Linked DNA regions of Xenopus tropicalis: region 1 is linked to region 2. Evidence: chromatin contacts called from public Hi-C data. All regions are on one chromosome and are shown on one strand. The core of a region is the stretch at or near the end of the contact, and the rest is flanking DNA. Distances in the headings are between cores, read along the strand shown.

Region 1 (6,698 bases), core at 1,252-3,751, 160 kb after region 2:
AGTATAGATGTTGATCCTAGCAAATATGGACTCCATAAACAGGGATCTAGATTGTAAGCTCCACTGGAGCTGGAACTAATATGAATGTTGTATAATTTCTGTAAAGCGCTGCAGAAAATGTTGGTACTATGTATTGTATAAACATAAGAGCAAACAGTACACAGTTTACAGTAAAATTATAAATGAAAAAAAAGGTCTCCTTGTCTCTTCTCTGTGGAAATTAGTGGCTTATGCTGTGAGAGAGGTACAGCACCTAACAACAGCTATGGCTGAACTACAAATTAGAGACCTGCAGCTGGTCAGGTAAATGCCCAGTTCATGCAAAGCAGTTGGGTTTCAGTAAGGAAGGTGGATGGTCCATGGGCACCCTGCTTGGGTATGCGGGTAATATACAGCTGCTATCCCTCCCACATGCCCCAAATAGGCAGCATTTATGGCAGTAAGTAAATTCATTGCGGGGGGTCTCAATAGCGGGTCTGAGTAGGGGACAAAGTGGAGCGGTGGATCCAGGTCAGGCACAGGTCTGCCCAACTGGACCTGCGTAAAACTTCTCTGTCCTAAACTCCTCCCTCACTGTGTAGGGAAGATACTCTTTCACGCTTTGCCTAATATGATTGGTGGTGTTATACTTTTGGTTTATTGCCCTGATGTAGCCGGCACATGATTTGTGGAAACCAACAACCATTTGACATTTTTCATTTATCAGTCCTTTGCTATTTCCCTAGGAAATACTTGCTCTTCCTGAGTTTTACGGCATTCTCATATTCTATGCATCAAAAAAGAAGAGAGCCAATAGTCAAATGTTTGTGAAGACAAAAAGAATAACAGATGTATTTATTTTCCCATTTTTTGTCATGATATATGACTCTTTATATGTGCTATATGTGCTGTTTATGTTATGCTGCTTTTTATTGTTCATCAAGCGTGCCAGTAACTCTTGGGGCCTCTATATAAATATTTATTATGCATAAAAATATTTACTGATTTTAATCCCTGTTCTGTCTGCATTTCTGTTAAATCTGCTTGGCTACCCAAGCCAAGGGTTCTTCATGTAGAAGCAATGGAAATACACACATTCAGGCCTGGACTGAAATTCAAAATAGGCTCTGGCATTCAAAGTCCACAGAGGCCCAAACAGCCCCCCACCAGCCCACTAAATACTGACTGTCTATGGTCTATCTTACAGCAACCCCTCTGGCATTTGCCAGAATCCACAGATTGCCAGTCTGGGCCTGCATACAGTGTATATAAATACACATTTTCTAATTTCCATGTACTGTAAATAGTGAATCTATCCAGGCACTTGTTAGTCATACATTTGTTATAATTTCTCACCTGAGAATATGAGAAAGCACAGCTTCCAAGAATTCTTTTTGGCAGTTAATAAGGAGCCCTGGGCATTATCTGGAGGGCAGCAAACCCCTATGCACATTGGGAATGTGTGTTTGCCTCCCTGAAGAATCCAAAGCCATCTGCTGTATGGGGAACATATCGTTTTGCTTTGCTTGTTGCCATCACTGTGGAATGAAGACAAACTGAGGGAGAAATGTATATATTGCTGCTGCTTAATCTGCCAAGGTAAAATGTAATATAATCTTTGCACTGATCAATTTTATAATGACAAAAAATGGAAAGAATGCTTGCTTAGCAAACTGTGGAAAATGTATACTGTACATCAGAGAAGAAGATTCAGTGAGAGATCAAACATTTTTTTTTCGTTTAACACATTGTTAAGTTCTCAGCCTGCTATTTATCCTTGGTCACTCACATCAGCATTTTGCCAAACCATCACTTCTTACACCCCTGCTCTGAGTAAACTATAAATTAACCCCCCCCTCACTCTAAGGTATCCTTTTATTCTTTCCTAGTTTTTGCCATGACGTGGCTGTTTATATATTGGATTTTCAATTTATCTTGTAACTTGGTGCTCCATAACTTATATTTTGCCAAGTAGCATCCACACCACCATCACAGCATTGGGAAATACTCAGAAATACTTTATCAATAGTCACCAGTACAGCTTCTTCAGTAGTACTTAACACACACAAGTGTGGGCCGAATTAGGTTTCCCAGGCTTCTGGGGCCCAGCCTGCTACCTACTTTCCCTGCTTTTCTCTTTAAGTCAGGGATGCTTTACCTTGACAGACTTTCAGTACAGTGGTCAGCCTTGCATTGTGACACAGGCCTACTTAGCCCCTATTCCACTGGGTCCTTATCTGGGCTAAGTACCACTGAGACACTGGTCCCTTCCTCAGTCCTTGGTGGAGCCTCAACTGCTTGACTAAATACCCTTCCACTAACTCTCATCACCTACATTAAGCTTGACAGATCACTATCTAATCTAACTCTTCTTGGTGCCTCTTAGGTTTTGATCTCAGGCTCCCTGGCCTTATACACTATTCCTTCTCATCAGCCAAAGAGAAAGTGGCACCCTTTTCTATCCCAAATAGCTTCTCCTTGGTGGGGTATTCCCCTACACAACAGCACCACCTGGTGACTGAACCACAATTACACTATTTACATAAAACAAAGCCTTATCTCTCCTGCACAATTGTCAGTCCACTTAGTGGAGGGTTAATAACCACTGCATTTTTAGAGTATCACTGAAAATGAAATGTGGTCCCAAAGCACCCAACCACCATAAATAATGCACATTATTAGGGTACATATAATGGGTGGCCACAATTGTAGGTTTGGGCATAATGAAACAAAAATGCAGTTCTAGGCAACTTTCTTACAGTCAGCAACAGAAAACAGAAAGTGATAAACAAGAAATTCAATTAATTACAATGAAATATACAAATAACTTTAAAACCATGTTGAAAATGTATTTTGCAAAGCTGGTTACATATTCTTTAATTATGCAAAAAACACTTTTTTGAATAGGGCTTGTGCGCCACATACTTTTTGCCTCTTGTTTAAATTAGGAAATATCTATGGTCATTTCTTGCACTAAAGGGGCAAAATCTAGTAAAGTCACATTCCACTTTCTGATCCCCTCTGAAGCCCCCAGCTGAGATAAGAAGCAGCTTGTTATACAGAGGCTTTTTTAGTGTGCTGCTCACTTGATTTGTCTGCTCCTAGGAGCAGGAAGCAGAATGTGACTTTAGTTCAATTTCATTTAGTGCTAAAAATTAAAGGGTAGATACAGGTATTTCTGGATTCAAATAGACAAAAAGCATGTTTGGTATAAGCCCTATTCATTGAACTCATGTTTAACAAGCAGGGCATATACTGACTCTGAAAGACTTGTTATATACCCATACATCCCAGCCATGGCATAAAACCAAAATCGAGCACAAGAGCATAGTTCGGCTGTGTCAGTTTATTATCTAATGAACAGTATAATCCTCATGTTGTGTGCCCACTTTCCTATAACAGCATAATTATCCCCTTTTCTAAGAAAAGGAGTCCTTTCCAGCGTTTAGCCATCTATAAAATCATGGATGAATTCCTTTCATCGTTAATCCCTAGACTAGTCTCATGTTATCTCATGGTTGTTATATAATGTCATACTTTGTGATAAAACTATTATTAACTATTACTAACCTCTTATTTCATCAATCAAGATAACCAGTCACATTACTTGCTCTGCCTGGAGCTTTTCCCTCTATGCCAGGTCCCAACTGTAGGGTAATATATTCCTTATATATTGATTTATTTTATTCCTTTTCCTTCTTGCAGAGTAATATGAGAGTAAACAGCAAAAATCTTGATGTGGCAGTAATTAGATTTTTACATTTATTCTGACATAAAACAAAACATGTATGAAACATTTTCTTGACAAGAACCAATAATTTCTTTCTTGTGGATGTCCCTAGGGCCATTGAGTCTGGATGAATCCTTCAGTGAGCAGCCAGCAAGGTGTTTTCATTACTTTTCTATATTTTCAGAGAAGGAGGAATTAGATTTTTCATCTCCTAGGACATGGGCTCAGCCCTGCAGGACAGTACATCAGTCAGGGTGTGCGGATGTGTATAATAGACGGGTTGCAATGCTATTTTTAAGGCTGCTATTTAAATGACTATTAAGAGGGAGCAGGTGCATCAGGCATACGTGCCATTTAGCTGCAGGTAAACAGGAAAGATTTGCCTTTGAAAACTAATTACTGAGGCCCAAAATCTCCAAGAGGAAAAAAAATATATATCGTTAGTTGAAACAACAACTCCCGACTATTTTCATACCCATAGCATGTTCCCTACAGCCATGATGCCTTGCAGCCTCTCCCAGACAGTGCCTATGTTTCAAAGGGTTCCTTATCCAATACAGATACATAAGGTGCTGATTACCCATGAGTCATCATTTATTTGCATCATTAATTAACAGCAAAAAATGATCTTACAGTTAACAAGCATTACAGAATAAAACACATGGATAAGAGGGTCCTGCTTGAAAAGGCGAACTCCACCCAAACTAGGGATGCACCGAATCCATTATTTTTAAGTTTGTCCTAACCTCGAATGCTTTGTGAAAGATTTGGCTGAATACCAAACCAAATCCGAATCCTAATTTGTATACAGAAATTAGACTAAGGTAGGGTTAAATAGAAGAGTGCAAATTTTTTTTTTACTTCTGTGTTCATGTAACCAAAAGTCACTTGATTTTAATCTTGAAAAAAGCAGAATCTTCACAGAATCCTGGACCAAATCCTGGATTTGGTGCATCCTTAGTTTGGGTGTAGTTACCCTTTAACTTTTTCAAGCAGGATCCTCTTATCCATATGTTTTATTCTGTAATGCTTGTCATTGACTGTCCTCAGCCTGCCTTCAGCCTGCATCCTCCAAATCCCACAATCCCCTGCACACATGATGTCAATAAGAAAAGGAATATCATAGTGCAATGCATTGTGGTTTGTGTAGTTCTTGCATACTGTCTGCAAGCTGTGGAGTAGTTGTCACAATTTGTAACATCCGTGTTTTAGTCCCTCCTCCCCTACCAGGATTTCAAATGATGCAGAAAGTGAACTGTTTTGCAGCTGGATTTCAGCATATAGAAATTAAATTTTTAATACTTTTTGAAGGAACAGATTACAGTGATAGGTATATTAGGGGTTTCTGTGTTATGTGAGGCTCTTTAACACATTTTGGTTTGGAAGCTAGAGTTTCCCTTTAAATGAAAATGAGTTGCAAAATATAAACTTATGGGGTTATGCAATAAAAGGCACTAAGTTTGCCCAGGTGCAGTAACCCATAGCAACCAGTCAGCATTTAATAAGAGCAAACCTTTTATTACTTATAGGGGTATAAGTTTATCAATCTATAAAGGTTGTTCCTTTTAGGCTCATGGCACTCATGATGTTTCTATACTGGCATTTCTGCGCTGGAATAACAGTTGCCTCAGCCCAGCCTGTCATAGATGAAAATCTACCTGACACCCCTAATGCAGGCAGATTTTGGGCAGATAATGTGCACATATTCCATCATGGATTTCAGTGTTAAATAATTCTAGATGGCTCTATGCTTATGTGCAGAGCTCCCCCTTACTTTTGAGAAGTGACTGCTTGACCAGGCAGTGGTTTGAATGAGACACTGGATGATGAATAGGAGAGGGCCTGAATAGAAAAATAAATAACAATATATGTGTAGCCCCACAGTGCAATCATTTTTATGGGTAATGGGGTAAGTGACCCCCATTTTAAAGCTGCAAAGAGGCAAAAGAGTAAGTCAAAACTTTAAAAAAAAGGCCAATTAAAATGTTTCTAGAAATGGGACATTCTATAACATGCTCATTTCTTTACTGGATGGATCCATTCTGCAGAACAGGCTCTTCAACCCTTTGGACACTGGATTCTTGGCTTTCTTTATTTGCACTCCCTATTTGTCTCCCTAATCTAGCACTGGCAGAATTGCTGCAGCTCATTTTCTTGCTTCTATTTAAGTCACGTCACGCATCATCCTAGTTTCCCCAGGTAAGTTGTATGCTGCTGCTGGGCTAGTTGGCATTTAGAGGGCTTAAAGGAACAGTAACACCAAAAAATGAAAGTGTATAAAAGTAACTAAAATATAATGTGCTGCTGCCCTGCACTGGTAAAAGTTGTGTGTTTACTTCAGAAAGACTACTATAATTTATATAAATAAGCTGCTATGTAGCCATGGAGGCAGCCATTCAAAGGAGAAAAGGCACAGGCACATAGCAGATAACAGATAAAACACTATTGCATTCTACAGAACTTGTCTGTTATCTGCTATGTAACCTGTGCCTTTTCTCCAGCTTGAATGGCTGCCCCCGTGCCTACACAGCAGCTTATTATATAACTTTCCACCAGCGCTTATATGCAAAACTAACTTCTGCTTAGTAAGCGCCCTGGGAAAAGAACTCCCGGGGTTAACAGCATACAAATAAAGATCTCCGAACTCTAAAGGCATTGTTCATGTGGAACATCCTTAAGGTGAAGAACCATTTGCACTGCTTTAGATCCTGTGCAACTTTATACACATAGGGTAACATTGTGGGTCATATTTATTATAGTGTGTAAGCCAACATCACTAGTGATCTTGCTCATAGCAACCAACCAGCAATTAGAATTTAACAGCCACCCAGTTACTAACTAACTTTGTCATTCTGCATAATCCAGGGCTTGGATACAAAAATCAATGGAGCCCTTGAGCAGACCAGGGTAATTCTTCTTCTGTATTCATAAAGAACTATCATGTTCCATCTCAGGCACATCTCCAAAAAATTAAACCCAACTTTGCAGG
Region 2 (6,138 bases), core at 1,105-3,604:
CTGATGAACAAGCCCTGAAGTTAGAACACATAATACATCAACTGCTGGGGGGTGCGCATTAGCAATACTGGTAAAACTAAGACAGTTAGTCAGCACTACTTTTAGTAAGGGCTGAGAATAAATCTGACACATAAAGTGGCACTGGCTTTTATGCAGCCATTGGTATGCCAGATCTTACTATTTTTTCGACGGATATAGGTACCTGTGATTCAGTTTAACCTTAAGCTGGGCATACACAGTAAGACAAGGCTAACTCCAGGGTTCCTCTAGTAGAAATGGTGAATAGTATTTAGCAGGTGGCCAATATGCTGGAAGTGTGGGGAAAAATACCGCATTTCAGGCAAAAAATATGGTGATTTGCATCCTAATAGTGCACTGCATTTGTATATGAGCCCTCACAGGATGATTGGTCATTTCTTCTAGTTACCAGCCTACTTACGTACAGTATAAAAGTATAAGAAGGTCACACAGAGTGCCACACTTATCAGGTCAGATGGTGCACAGATGTTAATTTATTGTAACAACGAACAATCTAAGGTTTTGGTGACCGAAAAGTTGGATTCTACCCTTTGAGTGCAGTACTGTGTCCATAAATACCTGAACAGGTATGGGACCCATTATCCAGAATGCTCAGGACCTGGGGTCTTTCCATAATTCAAATCTCCTACCTAAAGTCTGCTAAAAACATTATTTAAACAGTAATTAAACCCAGAAGGGTTGCCTCCAATAAGGATTAATTATATCTTAGTTGGGATCAAGTACACCATACTGTTTTATTATTACAGAGAAAAAGGACATAATTTCCTTTCTGGAACTTTCTGGATAATGGGTTTCTGAATTGGGGTAAAAACCCTACTGTATAATTTCTTCTTTGCAACATTATGCTGTTGGGCAATTTCTTAACGCTAAGGAATGCTGCTATGTCATTGATGGGAAGCGTGTGATTTTGGAGTAAACAGATGGCAGCAGTAAGCTCAGCACCTTTCAAAACCCCTTGCCCTTGGCCTACAAGTGACTTAAAGAGGCTCTGATTATTAGTACATTTCCTCCATGTTCTCAATTCTGATCTGAGCTCCATCCATAGTTATGACAGCTGCAGTTTATTTGGACTTCCCAGAAACCTTTCGAGCAGAGTGCTGACAAACGCAGGGCTGATCACATTATCTGAAAGGGCTTTCCTTATTCTAAGGAAAAGGAAGTCCCAGGATCCTGTAAGATGAGCGGAGAAGAAATAAAACAAAAGCACCAATGTAACGTTTGATGTTTATAAGTTTGTGTATAAATAGCTGGGAGTTCAAGCAGGGATAACAACCTCCACCTGGATAATATTAAAGAGACAGCACCCCCCCACACACACCAATATGATTTCAATGAATATGTCTTGGGCTGAGCATAATTCTTATTATTTTCATTGAGATATATCTATTATTTTTGTTACTTCTTGCCCTAAACAGGGCAAATTGTGAAACTAAAAATATTTTCATTTTCCAACCTATTTCTTCAGAAAAATGGTGGAAGGAAAAAATAGTTAATCATCAATTTATCTGTCCCAGTTGAATGCCCTGTTTAATTAACCTCACCTTTTTGTAAATCTGTAAGACACAAGCAGCAGATGGAAATGGTAGGTCCCTGTTTATACAAAGCTCCTTATCTCTATTTCAACAAACTGCCTTTATTTGAAGTGAAAAGAGGGTACTAAGGGTAAAAAAACAATGATCAATGAGTGCTTTATATTAAAAAAAAAACTGAAAATATAATTTAAAACAATAGGCAGACTACATGATCAGTACAAGGCCTATTTATTTTTGAAGGTTTTTACTGTACCTTTAATACATTTAATACAGCATATGTATAAATATATGAGATAAATGAGCACAAGTCAGTATCTGTTTCTTATAAGGGTTATTTTTGTACTTGATTTGAGGCATCTGGATGATTTATTCCAGCACTGGAAACAGCTTTGTTTGGAACTGGCCTTTCTGCTACTCATAGGGTTGGAAAGGAAACATGGGTTTTTCTAATTGCCAGAATCTGTTTAGCATCAAGCCTGTGTCATTAGATGAGTGTGTGTTAATGACTATTTCAGTATTTTAGTTTGTGGCAGAGAGTGGGGGTCACACTGTGCTACCCCTATGCTAGCTGCAATGCATGAGGACTTTGGATAGGTCTCAAATTTAATCTGTTGTTGGGCTTCACTTCTCTGGCACCCTTTTTTCTTTCTTTGTCTTATATTAGTAACAGCAAATTCTCTCTGTTGTCTCATTTACAAATGCAGCTGCAAGTGTGGTCATGCTAAAATGAACGCAATTGTTGCATATACTGCTTCCATTCATTTGTGTTCAGCACCATTGTGTCCATTGTGTCCATCCCGCCTGCTCCATTGAACTGAGAATCAAGCTAATGCCAGGATTCCATTAGCATGATACATTGAATATGCACAACAGACTCTGCCTAAAGAATCATCAAACTTCATTTTGATGCCAAGCACTGGAATGCAATCCAGACAATTTTGACCGTAGCTCATATCCGATTCATCAAAACATTCCCACACAATTGCATCCCAGCCACTGGTCCTGACCCTGGGGGAAGGGGGGGGGGGCGAGGATCAGGCCCAAAGCTTACAAACTGTAGTTCTATGCTGTATACTTGTTCACCTACCCCCCCTACCAATTGTTTCTTGTATTTCCCCCCAACCCTTTATCCTCATTATCTAAGGGCCCTAGTTTTGGCTAGGTGAGCTGTTAAGGTCATCGAAATTTAGCCTGGAGGGTCAGTCTAGCTGTGGAGTAATACTTTCTAATAAAAATATTTTATCATAATTAGAAATGTTCATCAGGACATTTGTATTAAATAATCACAGCAGGTGGATAAACATGAACTGAGTTGACATTTTGGTAGGTGGGTGGGTGGGTGAGTGGGCAGGCAGCACAAGTGTTTAATTGCAGTGAATACAAATAACAGCACTGCATTGTTAGTTATAAGTAGCTCGCGTCATAAAGCATACACAAGGGATCCATTAGAAAAAGACCTTGCAGCATTCAACAGAATAATAAAGCAGAATGCCTTTTAGACTATTTTTAGTAATGTGAATATAATTACTGGAAGCACTAAATATTAACATACCTGGAACAGAAATAAATGGCTTCATAACTATATCCCTTTAAAGTTTGGATTCGTTTTAAGAACCATAACTTACCACTTCTTTAGTAGCCCCAAACACAGTACCTAAGATAGAGCAAATGGGTAATATAAGCCTATGGCATCATTTGCCTGTAGTACTTTAGGTGTGTGTTTAGGCACTAACTGAGACATGTACAAAGGATACTTTCTTAATAAATATACTGCCTATCCCAGAACCTAAGATGGTGAGGTGGGTCAGTGTTCAGGTGGAACCAAATCCAAATTCAACCCTGCTCCAGCCACCAGTCACTAATTGAATAATTACTTTAATTGCAAGGATCTCTTTCTGGCTAGAATAATCTACAACATAATGTATTTGGGCACACATATTTGATGTAACTCACATTTAGAACATCTGCCCAATATCTGCAAACAAGGCTAGTGGTGCTACACTCACTAGAATAATACCCCAGGCCATGGAGCAGTGCTGGCTCAGGGTCCCTTTTAAAGGAGAAAGAAAGGTAAAAACTAAGTAAGCTTTATCCAGAAAGGTCTATGTAAATACAGCCAAAAGCACTCACAGAAACTTCTCTGTCAAAAGATTTCTTGTGTCTGTAATTCATGTGCCAGAGACACACAGCTCACTGCTCTCTCCCTCTCCTGCTCCCCCCTCCCTCAAGAATACTAAGAACTCACTTACTCCCTTAGGAATGTGGATCTGAGCCAATCAGCAGGAAGCTTCCTCATAGTCTAACTAACTGAGCATGTTCACTTGGTCTGGGTGTCTGTGCAGGAGCGAAGCATTATGGGAACTTTCTTTACACAGCTCAGGGTTTTTTTCTGCCTGTTTGGCTTCAGATTATCTGAACAGGTGAAATATGGGGAGACGTAAGGGCACTATTGAGAGAACTGAAGGTATGCCTGCAGCTTGAAATTAACTCTTTATTAGCCTTTCCTTCTCCTTTAAATATTGCCTTGTGTGGGAAAGAACTAAAAGTACATTCTTTATGCAGCTGGAACACAAATCTTATAGCCTAAATGGGGGCTTTGACAGTTTTACATTTTTGTTAAAGTTTTTATTTTTTATTGATCAGAGAGGATTTAGTTATTTTAGATAATATGAGGGATGCACTCACTCCAGGGTATGATTCAGGATTTCAAAAATCACAGCAACCTTTCCAAGATCATTTCAGACTAACCTTATCTGAACTCTAATGGGGTTATTTAAAAAGACCTGGATTAAAGTGCTAGAGCATTATGGGGCACACAGTCAGTTCTAGGGGAGGCCTATTTACCAACATTCTAACTTTAGTGGTTTTAGAGGTCTTTGAAACCACAAAAAAACTAATTTCCACCAAAACCATGAATGTCTGGTCATTTATTAAAAGATCCAAATGTAAAAAGCTCAAACACATTAAAATACAGTACCAAAACAAAAAGAACGTTAAAACCTTACATTTGGAAGAATTTTCGGGCACTTATACTGTAAATGAAAAGAAGAACCCTGAAAACCTCTAAAACCCTGAATTAAATAAAGATTGGTACAATTTGCCAAATTGCTTTCAGTGGCATAGTTTTGTCTTTATTGTGCTTTTTTTTCATAATAAATTATAATTTTTTAGAGTCTTCATATAATTAATATAATCTATACTTTTGGAGGCTACGAACTGGTCTGCAGAGTGCACTGTATTCATGGGGAAAGTGCAAGCGCTATAGTGGAGCACAAACATCTCTGCCCAATGAGGTGTGGATGGGGAGCAAGGAGCAAAGTGTACATGGGGCAAATGTATTCTGCTGTCAGTAAATGGGTTCTAAAATCTCATGGGACTTTAATACTCTGGACAAATGACAAAAAATATAATTGTACAGTACAAATCATTGGAGCTGATACTTTTCAGTGTATAATTATTATTGTTATTGGAAGAATACTGTGTATTGCACATTAAATAGAGTAACAAATGATTCTTTTGATCTTTGATGTGAGCTCTTATGTTTTGATTATTAACAGATTTCATCATATAAATTGCAGGCATTTTGTTTATATGAAGAAAGAGCCGGTTTCTGGCAGTACAAATAGCGCTGAGTAGACTGCATGTCCATCTGTGCGGCTGGGTCCATCTGTGTGTCCTGGCTTCAGCAAGTTTGACCCTGGGATTCCAGATGTTGCAGATCCTGCCTTTTCTAATTCAAGAATATATTCGCAGCTAAAAAGCAAAACAAAATAATATTCATCTACTCTGTCTGTTGATAAAAATTTATAAAAAGGTTTTTTTTCCCCTGAATTATACTTTAAAAAAAAAAACAAAATTGTTTTTTAAATTTGTAGTCACTTTGCTCTGATGGAAAATCTCATTTCCTGGTAGTAATATGATTTAAAGTGCTTCCTTCCTGTCATAAAAATATTCCAGTCAGACTTTATGTCTGAAATTTCAGATTGTTTTATAGTCCTTAGTTAAAAGATGAATTACCTTATGTGAAGATCATCTACTGGAATTGTTTACACCGGTGCTAGCCAAGTTTTTACATTTGTGGCAAAATATATGATGTGGCAAGTGTTCAGGATGCCAAATTATATTAAAATGATGGGATAATAGAATGGTGCCCTTTGGCAGTCCTGGGTGAAAATTCATTTGGGGCTACATTCAGGCTTTTGACCTCCAACGACAGAAACAGTTTCCACCTTTGTAGCATAGAGAGAAATAGTATTAAGAAGGATGCAGTTCTTGGAAAATCTAAAATACAATGAAAGTGTAGGAAATAGCTGAATAATGTTGTAAGACAAAGGGAAATAATGTGCTGATACAATCCTTTTAATACATATAAAACATTTCCTTCCTCACTTGTTTCTAAATCTGTCTCAAATATAAACTCTCCACTAGCCACATGATAGGGTTTCAAGGGAAGGAGAGAGGTGCCTCCCCCAGTCATTCTGGGTTTGTCAATATGTCCTAGCAACATGCATGGGAGAACATGAAGGGCAGGCTGAACTGTCCAGATTCAGGTCAACCTAGGATGATC

The links. Hi-C and Micro-C count contacts between places; a contact is called where the count stands out from the background.
Region 1: a Hi-C map of gastrula embryo shows a contact between it and region 2, with 3 times the contacts expected there. The contact joins two enhancer-like sites. A contact is called at or near these places in 2 of 5 Hi-C or Micro-C datasets (gastrula embryo and neurula embryo).

The regions. Positions count from the first base shown.
Region 1 is chr5:111,898,505-111,905,202 of UCB_Xtro_10.0, forward strand. No RefSeq gene overlaps it. Among named protein-coding and RNA genes, the nearest start is that of skil, 7.6 kb to the left of the region's middle. Within about 2 kb of position 2,502, at least 2 of the 11 cell types and tissues checked have an H3K27ac peak or open chromatin away from gene starts, as enhancers often do. A contact at or near this core is called in gastrula embryo, where this site is marked.
Region 2 is chr5:111,740,722-111,746,859 of UCB_Xtro_10.0, forward strand. No RefSeq gene overlaps it. Among named protein-coding and RNA genes, the nearest start is that of rpl22l1, 19 kb to the left of the region's middle. Within about 2 kb of position 2,355, at least 3 of the 11 cell types and tissues checked have an H3K27ac peak or open chromatin away from gene starts, as enhancers often do. A contact at or near this core is called in gastrula embryo, where this site is marked.